Linked DNA regions of Zea mays: region 2 is linked to region 1. The links are chromatin contacts, called in public Hi-C maps. All regions are on one chromosome and are shown on one strand. Each heading gives the region's core, a stretch centred on a gene start, on an enhancer-like site or on the middle of the called end of the contact. The rest is flanking DNA. Distances are from core to core; before and after follow the strand shown.

What was found. A called contact is a pair of places that touch in the nucleus more often than the background predicts.
Region 2: a Hi-C map of leaf shows a contact between it and region 1, with 4 times the contacts expected there. The contact joins the enhancer-like site here to the promoter of LOC541638 in region 1. A contact is called at or near these places in 9 of 25 Hi-C or Micro-C datasets (bundle sheath, ear, endosperm and 2 more) and 1 of 3 datasets of contacts at active chromatin or transcription factors (leaf).

What each region holds. Positions count from the first base shown.
Region 1 is chr5:95,346,141-95,351,661 of Zm-B73-REFERENCE-NAM-5.0, reverse strand. It overlaps LOC541638 (response regulator 9), which reads left to right and starts at 2,737. Exons shown (of 6, transcript NM_001111393.1): 1 at 2,737-2,973; 2 at 3,609-3,761; 3 at 4,194-4,589; 4 at 4,703-4,779; 5 at 5,338-5,521. The coding sequence starts at 2,820.
Region 2 is chr5:95,553,941-95,559,461 of Zm-B73-REFERENCE-NAM-5.0, reverse strand. No RefSeq gene overlaps it. Among protein-coding and RNA genes, the nearest start is that of LOC100272320, 110 kb to the left of the region's middle. Within about 2 kb of position 3,456, at least 17 of the 20 cell types and tissues checked have an H3K27ac peak or open chromatin away from gene starts, as enhancers often do. A contact at or near this core is called in bundle sheath, ear, endosperm and 2 more, where this site is marked.

The sequences.
Region 1 (5,521 bases), core at 1,488-3,987:
ACACTACTACTACTACACTAGCCTTTGTTGAGGGCTTTTTTGTTTTTGTTTGCTGCTGCTGCTGGCATGTAGTAACAAGGTTAGCTGGATGGATATGTCCGGTTAGTGGGGTTCCTTAAAATATACCCTTTTTGGATCACCATCACACGTATATAGCGTAGGCCACTGCGGCTAGGCTAGGCGCGACTGGCCGTTTCGTGTTCATCTTAGCACACACCAAACGAAGGCACTTTCACCACCACGGACAAATCTGAATTATTCGCCCACCCGTGTAGTACAGCAACGACGCAAATCGTAGTAACACATAGCGCCCACACTTACTTTTTTTTAGTGGTAGAATTACATAGCTCTCTCTACTACTAGTACTTTTTTTTAGTACTCGCAAGGTTCTAGGTTCGCTTGCTACGTACCCCTAGCTAGCTAGCTAGTACTCCTAGTTGTTTAGGCCATTTGAATCTCAATAACCTAGTGGCTCTGTGATCCGTGCGTGCCCTTTGTTTTGCCCCTCGCATTCACATCCCGTATCCTACACCATTACAAGCTACACTTAATATTTTTTTAAAAAAACAATCTGCTAACACACCAGATTAATTGAGGAATCGTGAAGGGGCATCTGCGCTGCGGCCACGAGATTCTTCCGTCCGTGACGGCAAGCTGACGTGTTTGGTACCTCAGAATACTGCCAGGGAATACGTACGTATTATTAGAGAAATTGCCAGCGAATACTTATATTATAGTAGAAAACTGGCAGGGGAAAAAAAGGGTAGTTATTGGCACGGAAGTACAAAAAAACACAGGGTGTACTATATAGTATACTAAGCCAATGATGTTGTACTGGTGCCTCACGTACGTACTTTAAGCACCATGATGATGGTAATAAATATACGCACGGCTCAAGGACAGCGCTGCTCGCATATAATGAAAACCAGCAGCCACATGCCATGCGCATATTTTGTTGATTAAGCTAGCGCGTCTTGGAGCTGGACGGCAGATTAGCAAAAGCACGCGAGCGAGAGAGAACAAACGCACCCAATTCCGGGACGCAGAACCTTTAGCTTATTTCTATTTGTTAGGCTGTACGCAGTCGAAGACTGCGTGGCCTGCGCTATCCACTATAGCGTAAAACACCTTCTGCAGCGGAGACTGTATGGAGTGCGCTATTTTGCAGTGGCAGTGGAGGAGCGATATATCAAGCGTTGTACGGATGCAGTGCGCTATCCACTGTGCCGTGAGGTTGGCCAGCAAAAACGCGGTCACGTTTACATAGGAGAGAATTAAAAAATGATATAATACGTAGTAGTTGGTATAGGGTTGAGATATGGAGTAAATATGACTGCGGAGGTTTATGGTATAGAGTAGAGAACCTTGCTAAAAAGGATAGAATATTCTTTTTAGAGTAGAAATTTAGAGTTGTATGAGTGCAGATAGCCTTAGAAGGCGTTATTGCTTGCCCTGATCTAGGAGTTCCTGTTGAGCGAGCGACAAAAAAAGGAAAGGATGGATGATGTCTGCGTGTGTGTGTGAGAGAAAAACCCCCTCCCACTGCTAGTAGTAGATATTTCAAAAGCGAAGCGCTTTCCTTCCACGGAGCTAGAGGTTTATAGTAATTTCAAGTTAGAGGTCAGTAATATATATTTATATTTATATATATGTGGCAGTGGGTACGTGTGTGCGTGCGTGGACACCGGAGAGTTGTCGACGAATGGATCTGCGATCCGGCGGGAGCGGAAGCCCGGGCTAGCAGCTAGCTAATCCCAGAGACGACGCCGAGCTGTCGTGCATCGCTAATAATCAACCTTATCGCGAGCTTTGTTTAATCAAGCAAGCCCATAATTAAACCCAGCTCGGGCTGGCCAGGCCAGCTGCTCGACCCACGTCATCGCCAACCATCGCCGGAAAAGAAAATGCCCCCCGTCTTCTGCTGGTTACTTGTCTCCGGGTGGGTTGGGTAGATCCAACACCGCCGTAGCTATCTCGCTCACTAGTCTGCCGCCGCAACCGTCCGAGTCCCAGAGATAAATAAATATACTACTCGAGGAACCGGAGATAGATAAATATACAGAAAAAGCACAAGGGAAATATATGAGAATAATTAGGAATAAAAAGAGCCAGAGCCATATACGTTTTTTTAAAAAAAATAAAAAAAAACATCACATGGAATCAAAACAACAGCTGCTGTACTATGTACGTTGTCCACAAACGCAGAATGGCAAGAACCGAAAAGGCGACTCGGAACGAACCCTAAAAAGGACAGTGGCGCCCTGGCGCGCGTATACACGCGGAATGCACCACGGCAAGAAACAAAAAACGGCCCCCCCCACCCCAACCCCACCCCACCGATGGCACTGGCAGCACAGCAGCGGCGTATAGAGGCCTGAATAAACGGCAGGAAATATGAAAGCGTAATAAAAGGAAAACGAAAGGAGGCCGAAAAAAAGGTTACCATCTTTGCACTGCATGAGCTCCCTCCAATCCAATCTCCCGTTCACCTTCCTCTTCCCCTCTCTCTCACCTCCCTCCTATTATTATTGGGTTCTTCACCGTACCCCACACACACCCTTCTCCCCCAACCCCATCTCTCTCTCTCTGCCTGCGTTCTCCTGGTGCTGCTCTCGCTCTCCTCCCCTGCTTTGACCTCCCCGCCTTTCCCCGCCGTTTCTTGGATTTCTAGGATCCAGACAACCGCCCTTGTGAGCCTGCCTTCCTGCCTACTACCTGCGTACGTACAGGAGGGTCCTTGCTTGGGTGATCCGGGTGCCTGGTTTCTCGGTTCCGCGGCTTCCGCTGCTGTTGGATTCGCCGAGCCGGAGCCGCCGGAGATGACCGTCGACGAGCTGAAGCTGCAGGCGAGGGCCAGCGGCGGCCACGGCGCCAAGGACCAGTTCCCCGTCGGCATGCGCGTGCTCGCCGTCGACGACGACCCGACCTGCCTCAAGATCCTCGAGAACCTCTTGCTCCGCTGCCAGTACCATGGTATGCCACGCTCCTCTCGCTCCCCTCTCTCTCTCTCTTCCCCGTATGCTTGGTTCCCTACTCTTCTCATCGGATTGTACATACATCCTGCCGTTCTTTTTCACCTTTATTGTCCCCGATTCGGCTCTTCGGTTTGGTTTTATTTAGTTTCCGTTGTTCGCGTGTATCAACTATCAAGAAGTCTACGGAGATATTTGGGTTGCTGTTTTTGCATTTTTTTTCATCACATAAATAGCAACCCCGACTTTATGCCCCCACCCCCACTTCCTCCTCCTGTTGTTTTCGCCGTGAAATATTTTTTTGCCATGTAATGTCATGTCAGGCTCAGTTTCATCTTCTTTCTTCTGCAAATAATAATAATCGGGTTTGACTCTGCTGATCCGATTTTGTTTGGTTTTTTTTACCACGCGCTGGCACACGGCTATATTTAGAACAATCTTACCTTCCAAAGCTTTTCCAACCGCCAGCTGCGCGATTTCTGTAAACTTGTGTGTCCTGTCCATTTCCGATCTCCACCGCGGTCTGGCTTTGTTCAACGGAAAGAAAAAAATCGTTCTCGCTAACTTTCCTCGAAGTCGAGTGATTCCACATGTGTAATGTGTTCCTCCGGAGGGCTTTGACTTGTGATGCCGCAGTGACAACAACGGGACAGGCAGCCACGGCCTTGAAGCTGCTGAGGGAGAAGAAGGACCAGTTTGACCTTGTGATCAGCGACGTCCACATGCCGGACATGGACGGCTTCAAGCTCCTCGAGCTTGTGGGCCTCGAGATGGACCTCCCGGTCATTAGTAAGCCTTCGCTTGCCCACTCCTGTTCCTGCCTTTATTGCAGTTGCAGCAGGCCAATGATCTCAAAATTTTGGCATTGCTTGAAAAATCATCATTGTGGAATGAATATATCTTGTATGGTACCATCTGGTTACTTTGTTTTTTACCTCCATTAGACAGCTGAAAACCTCGCCCGATTTGTAAAGAAGTTTTCTTGTTCAATGAGGCATTGAATTTGGGAGGAATGGCAAGCCTCATGAAAACTTCTGTATGCCCTCCCTACACGTGACCACTAAAAGAAAGAGTTAGACAGGACAAAAGTCTGCAGGCATAATGAACGCCAATTAGTTTCCTACAGGAACTTCAATTATTTCTGCTGGTTCAGTGTACAATGTGCACAGCATCTGCATTTGTCTTTGATCTGAAAACTGACCCTGTATCATCATCATGCAGTGCTGTCTGCAAATGGGGAGACACAGACAGTCATGAAGGGGATTACCCATGGAGCATGTGACTACCTGCTGAAGCCAGTGCGTATTGAGCAGCTGAGGACTATATGGCAGCATGTGGTTAGGCGGAGGAGTTGTGACGCCAAGAACAGTGGCAATGACAACGATGATTCGGGTAAAAAGTTGCAGGTGGTGAGCGCTGAAGGTGACAATGGCGGTGTTAATCGCAACAAGAGAATTTCACGCAAGGGTAGGGATGATAATGGTGATGACGGTGATGATTCTGATGACAACAGTAATGAGAATGGAGACTCGTCGAGCCAGAAGAAGCCAAGGGTTGTGTGGTCTGTTGAATTGCACCGAAAGTTTGTGGCTGCTGTCAACCAGCTTGGCATTGACAGTAAGAGCTCTGATTATATAACTTAGTTATCAGAATGTTAACTAATAAATTTACTCTTTTTTGGTATATTATCCATGAATCTTAATAGCATATACTCGTGACTATAAATGCAGAGGCTGTTCCAAAGAAAATATTGGATCTTATGAATGTTGAGAACATCACAAGGGAGAACGTTGCAAGTCATCTGCAGGTGTGATTTCCGTTCTTACATAGTTATGTTTGCCCTCATATTTATGTTTCTATATAATGCCCATCACATGTTTATTATCTGACATCTTTGGAACTTATGATTACATCAACTGTAAGCTTCAACACTATGTATCTTGAAAGAGGATTCTTGGATTCTTGTTGCATTTTTTGTTTCTTTGTGGCTTGGCCTTTATAAGGGGTTGTAGATGTTTTAGCCTACTGAGGCATCTCTGCCGTTGAGGCATAACTTTGAGTTCTTATTTTCCTTACTTCAATGGAAGGCATAGCTCCTACCATTTTCTTTAAAAAAACACATGAACTACATTTTCTTTTGTTTTCACCATATCTAGGAACTTCTCAAAACCTATCAGCATTTCTTCACATGCTTGTTATACTTCTGAAAGAAACATAAAGTGATATCAGCAAGCATATTGATCAGGTTTTACAGTTCATGTCCTTTGAAAGACAGCAAATTTCGTTGATCACTTGGGCAACTTTTTATTTTTGCTTGGTTGCAATTAGAAACACATTTAATAAATCCTTCTTTGATGGTTTGCAGAAGTATCGGCTGTATCTGAAAAGACTCAGCGCAGATGCAAGCAGGCAGGCTAACCTAACTGCTGCATTTGGAGGAAGAAACCCTGCTTATGTGAACATGGGACTAGACGCCTTCAGGCAGTACAATGCATATGGGAGATACCGGCCAGTTCCAACCACTAACCATTCACAGCCAAACAACCTCC
Region 2 (5,521 bases), core at 2,207-4,706, 210 kb before region 1:
TGAGTAAGAATGAACAAAAATCGACAAAAGAAACATAAACCAACCTTTCTTAACAACCTTCTTCCAATAAAATGAAGATCAAAACTTCCCCTTGTATTTTGTGAAATCTAGACCTCCAAAATCGCCTTCAATAAAAGTTGGCGTAGAGCTACAACTCTTGTGGGGAGGACGAAGAGGTATTTATAACACAGTTTATCGGCGGTTAGCTTAAGAAACTGCTAGTGAAAACTTATTTCCACTAGTGGTTAGTGTAACCGAACGGTCACGAAAATAGCACATTTTCACTGCGGTTTTTTAAGTCGGGTCCACCTGTTATTTTCGCTGGCGCACGGTAATTGAAACCGCCAGTGAAAATTCGTGTGCATCGAAGATTTTGAGCTCTTTTCTACTAGTGCAAATTTTCTTGTTTTTTGTTTAGTATATTTATACCGTATATATACGCACACGTCTACGTCGGAACAGTATTCTTGGGTTCTTCCTGTGCAACTTAGGGCATGTTCGGTTGTCTAGGATTAGACCCAGAATTATTCCACCTGATAAAATCTTATATAAAATTGGTAAACAATACAGGCAGGAATAGTTTCAGGCCACCGTTTCGGAGTAACCGAACAGACCCTTAGTATGCACGTACATGCAAAGCTAAACTGACAAATCTGCGCTCTCATTAAGACACTAAGTACACTTTTAGTAGTGTCATGGTTCCAGAGTCCAGACGTGGTAGTAATACTGTACGTGTTAAAAGCCAGGGATTCTAATAGTAGTAATACCCAACAGACCAATAACAACGTTGCGAGGACGGAGGAGCAGCTTTAATTTGGCGTCGCCAACGTGCGTGCGCCAGTGATCCATAGTGCCGGTTCCAATTATATGCTACTGCTGTGCCATGTGGCCACCTGGTACAGGCCCAAATAATTGTATCTTTGCTACTAAAAAGTGGTGCATGCATGGCAATTGGCAAGCGCACGATCACCTGGCTCTTGCATCGGACAACATGCGACGCCCAATTATGGCCGACCCGACCAGACCAACCGGATGGATGGAGATGAAGAGCTAGCCCACCTTGCATCATTGGCAAAATGAAGAGCAGGCAACAGCCACTTGTATGAATGAATCTCACCAATCCTAACCGAGCAATACATTGTTAGACTATCTAGCAGACTCTTTATACCAATTCTTATCTCACTACCTATTTTAAACTTCATTCTACAAACAGTACTTTTGAAGTCGACCAAGAGATGGCAGTGTACCTTTTGAAGTTGACTAGGACCTGCATGGATAAACTAAACTTTTTATAAACTGTAATAGCTGTAGGGAGCCAGTTAATAGCTTTTTTACAAGTAGTTAGATATTTCAAAACGAGCTAGTAGTATAATTTGGGATGTTTGGATCAAAAGCTCTTTTTTAGCCGCTAGTAACTTACTTTAGTTGATGTAAACGTGGTCATATAAGGTTGTCTCCAGCAGCTTATCCATCATATCTTCAATTATATCTTTTATTTCAAACTTCACTCTGTAAACAATACAATTTACCGTACAAAACAGTTTTTTGTACGACCATATGTATGATCTGCTGAAGACAACCTAAGACCACCAATACATATATATTTCTATTTATGTAAATTATTTGAAGTGTAAAATGTTTTTTCTTGCCAAAAAAAAACATAAGTTCACTCGTGTTGTACTTGTATTATATACTAACTCCATTCTTAAATATTTGACGCTGCATAGTTCAATTTTAAACTAAAAAATGTCAAATAAAAAACAGAGGAAGGACAAATCATTCTATTTTTCTTAGTATCCATCTTGAAATTCTTAAATCATATCATAACTGATCAAATATAGGTTGTATAAATTCACACGCTATTTCTCAACTATGCATGTCACGTTCAAGTTTTAATTTCAATGCTATATATCAAAGGTAATTTAGGATAATAAGCAGCATATTTTAGCCTACTACTCCTTCGGTTGCAAAAATAAATCAATTTCTAGAATCACCTTAAGTTAGTTATCTTAAGTTGAATAGTTTTTTTTAGAAAATTGTAACAATATTTATGATGCTAAATAAAATATATTATAAAAGGAGTTTTTTTTTCTACTCTTAAGTGTAGCTACTTTTACTCTCATACGTGTATCTTAAGATTTATAATGTAAATGGGTTATTTAACCGTATGATTGGTTAGTTACATCGTCTCGTCGTGGATCATTGTGTGCATTGACTTTATTTGAGTGTTTGTTTGACCGTACGCCGCATGAGTGGATGCAAAACAAATAGTATGTGGCTATTACGAGCGTGGTTTGTACGAGCGTGGATGCAAAACAAATAGTACTCCCTTTAATGGCATCCGGCATTCCGGCTATACGCTCCCGTTTCCAGCCGGCCAGTACGAGCGTGGTTGTATATGCTCGCCGTAAGTGTATGTATACCGAGTAGATGATCATACTAGACTATGTGTGTCGAGTATGTAAGCATACATAGCATATAGTATGTGGCTATACTTATTTTAATGTGCTACTCTTACAGTATTATATAGCAATGCTCTAAAACAATATGTGCTCCATTATATATAGTAAGATTTAAAGTATCTCAAGATAAATATACTTAAATTGATAAATGAGTATACACCCATACACGAGATGGTTTACTGAAGTACCTATACCTAGGAATAAGTAAAATTTGTTCTTATATAAATATATTTTATGATGTATATGTACTAATTTGGTGTCATAGATATTATTGCTATTCCGTATAAATCTAATTGAAATTAACATAGTTTGACTTGTTATAATTTTGGAAAGTGATTTAGTTTGGTACTGGGGTAGTAGAGTATACTACCTCGGTTCACAAATATATGACATTATTGACTTCTTTAAAAAACTTTGACCACTCGTCTTATTCAAAATATTTATTTAAAAATGTAAAGTTTTAAGTCAAGCACAAACTATCTTAAATGATAAAACAAATCGCAATAAAATAAATAATAATTTATTATTTTTTAATAAGACGAGTGGCCAAAGTTTTTTAAAAAATCAATGGTGCCATATATTTATAGAAGTTTAAGCAAACCTGCCACAATATTATATATCTTGTTCGGACAGTGCTATACAGTGACACATTTCCTTTTATACGGTGTGCTCGAATGTTTTATATTTGGAAATTTGAATCTGTAAACTTTGACCGAGAATCAGTTGAACTACAGGCACGTCCAGCGCACCTACCTTGCATTTGATTATTTCATTGATCTTTTTTTAATAGGAAACCCGGTTGATGAATGCATCTGCAGTTATAAAAATTAGGAGCTTTTGCGGTTGTGTACGCGCAACAGTTCCAGCCCAATGGTTGGTGGTGGAAACGTTGGCGCGCGCGGCCGGCCGGACGGACATTCAGACGGAGAGGACAGACGAAGGAGGCGCGGTGATTGGTGAAGGGAGGAAAAGGCCACGCCTACGCGGGGCGGGACCCGCGCGCCAAAGTACACGCGGTGTTGAGTGCGGAATCTTCCCACGGGCGGAATCTACGCTGTCGCCTGTCGCTTACCGGAGCGGGACCCACCACTCTAGGTTTATAGTGTACACTAGACATTTGTGTATGATTTGTTACGGTTGTTATATATTAAAATATAACTATTATTTATTTCAAAAAATTAAGATATGTGTGCTCTAGTGGTTAGCCCCAAATTTTTGAAGTAGACGATCGTGTATTCGAGTGCTTCCTCTGTAATATTTTTTGCGCGGTGTTGTGGGTGGACCTAGAGTGTCAGTGTGGGTGAAGTTATGGTATCACTAGTACCCACATTATGTTCTTAATAGATCAGTATAGATTTGAGCCACCCGACTCGTATAAACCTGAAAAGGTTCGACACAATTGAATTTTAGGCCAACTCGGCTCGTAATTATTATAGGCCATGTCGGGCTTAGCCATAGACCCGTGGTCCGACACGTTATTGGTTAAGCATGAGGGGCTTATTTTAGACGGCCCAAAATTCAAATTCTGGATCGAAATTTACAGGGAGCCCAAAATTCATGTCAAGGCTCAAAATTCACATAAAAGCCCAAAATTTACAACAAAGCGTGCAGCTAACCAAATTGGAGCGGATGGTTTCCATGATTAGAAGCGAATGACCAAATGAATATGTGCCTTTCCATGCCTGTAAATGGATTATTTCGTGCCTCCGTAAACGGACTATGCTCATACCCGCCCCGTGGGTCGCGACCTCGTCTCAAGCACGACCCGATGCATAAGTTCGGGTTAGCCCAGCCCAAAATTATTTTGGGTTGTGTCGTGCTTTTTTCGTGCTTCTGACCAGCCCACCAGACCCGACCCAAATGTACATCTCTACCCACCACCACTCTCGCACTGCATGTTTAGGGTCTGATTGGTTCTACTTTTGAAACCTGCTTCTGCTTTAGAAAAATAAAAGCTGAACAAAGGGGTTCAATTTTTCTATAGTTACTTTGAAAAAAGTTGTTTTCTGTAGTATAAATTTAAAAGCAGCTTAGACCCTTCTTTTGCTACTTATTGAAGTTTATTATATTAATAAACACACACAATAAATTAAAACTAAGATAGGATTAAAATAATTACGTGTTATAATAAATGAAATAAAAATATTTTTAAAATCATTACAAATGGAATTAAAAACTGATTTATTTTTAAAAATATCAGCAATACAAATGTGAAATCACCATTTTAATTAGATAACAGTTTTAACCAAATGACTTTTAACTTTTTTCTCACGGCAGTTTTTTCGCAGCAGGCAGCTCACAATAGCTTTTCTACAGCTTACAACTAAAACAAACACACCCTTAGACTGTCTGCAGTGGTTTCCTATAATTTCTCCTCCTACATCTCACTTTTGTGCCACGTCATCAAGATTTCATCCTCTTCTTTTTTTTATCTCCCGCAATGGTTCCCTCTAAATCCCCCCTATACCCCACTAACCATCAAATATTATTTTCCCAACCTATTCATCACTCTTATCAATTTTTCCTCTACTAAAAAACATTGTTGTACACTGTACTCGAGGGCAGGGGGCTTGCTTCCACCCGCCAGATCTAGGGGACCACTGTAAAACACGCTTTCACTGTAGTAGTTTTAGCGCGCACCATTGCGGGCGCTAGCATGTTCCCGTGCACGCTAAATGAAGGGGAGGGATCTGTTGGCAAGAATCGCTGCAGTTTGCCTTAGGGTTTGGGAATGTTTGGCCCCCTTTTGCTGTGATAGGGTTATTTAGATCCATGTTATTGTAATCTTTTCACTTCTTAGATATATCATTAATATTTGTCTACATGAAAGTTCTCTATTATAAATTATATTCTACTTGAACTGTGTTATTTTGTACTCGTATTCGATACTGTTGGACCGGAAGGCTACTGTATTTTCCTAGGGTTAGTTTGAAAACTCAAATATCCTTGGGTTTGGAAGGGATTGAGTTGGAAATGAACTAATTTCCCCCTTAATTTCCTCAAATCCCCAAGGTAATTTTAGTTTCCAAAGTAGTCCTTATGGATTAAAATAGCTTTGT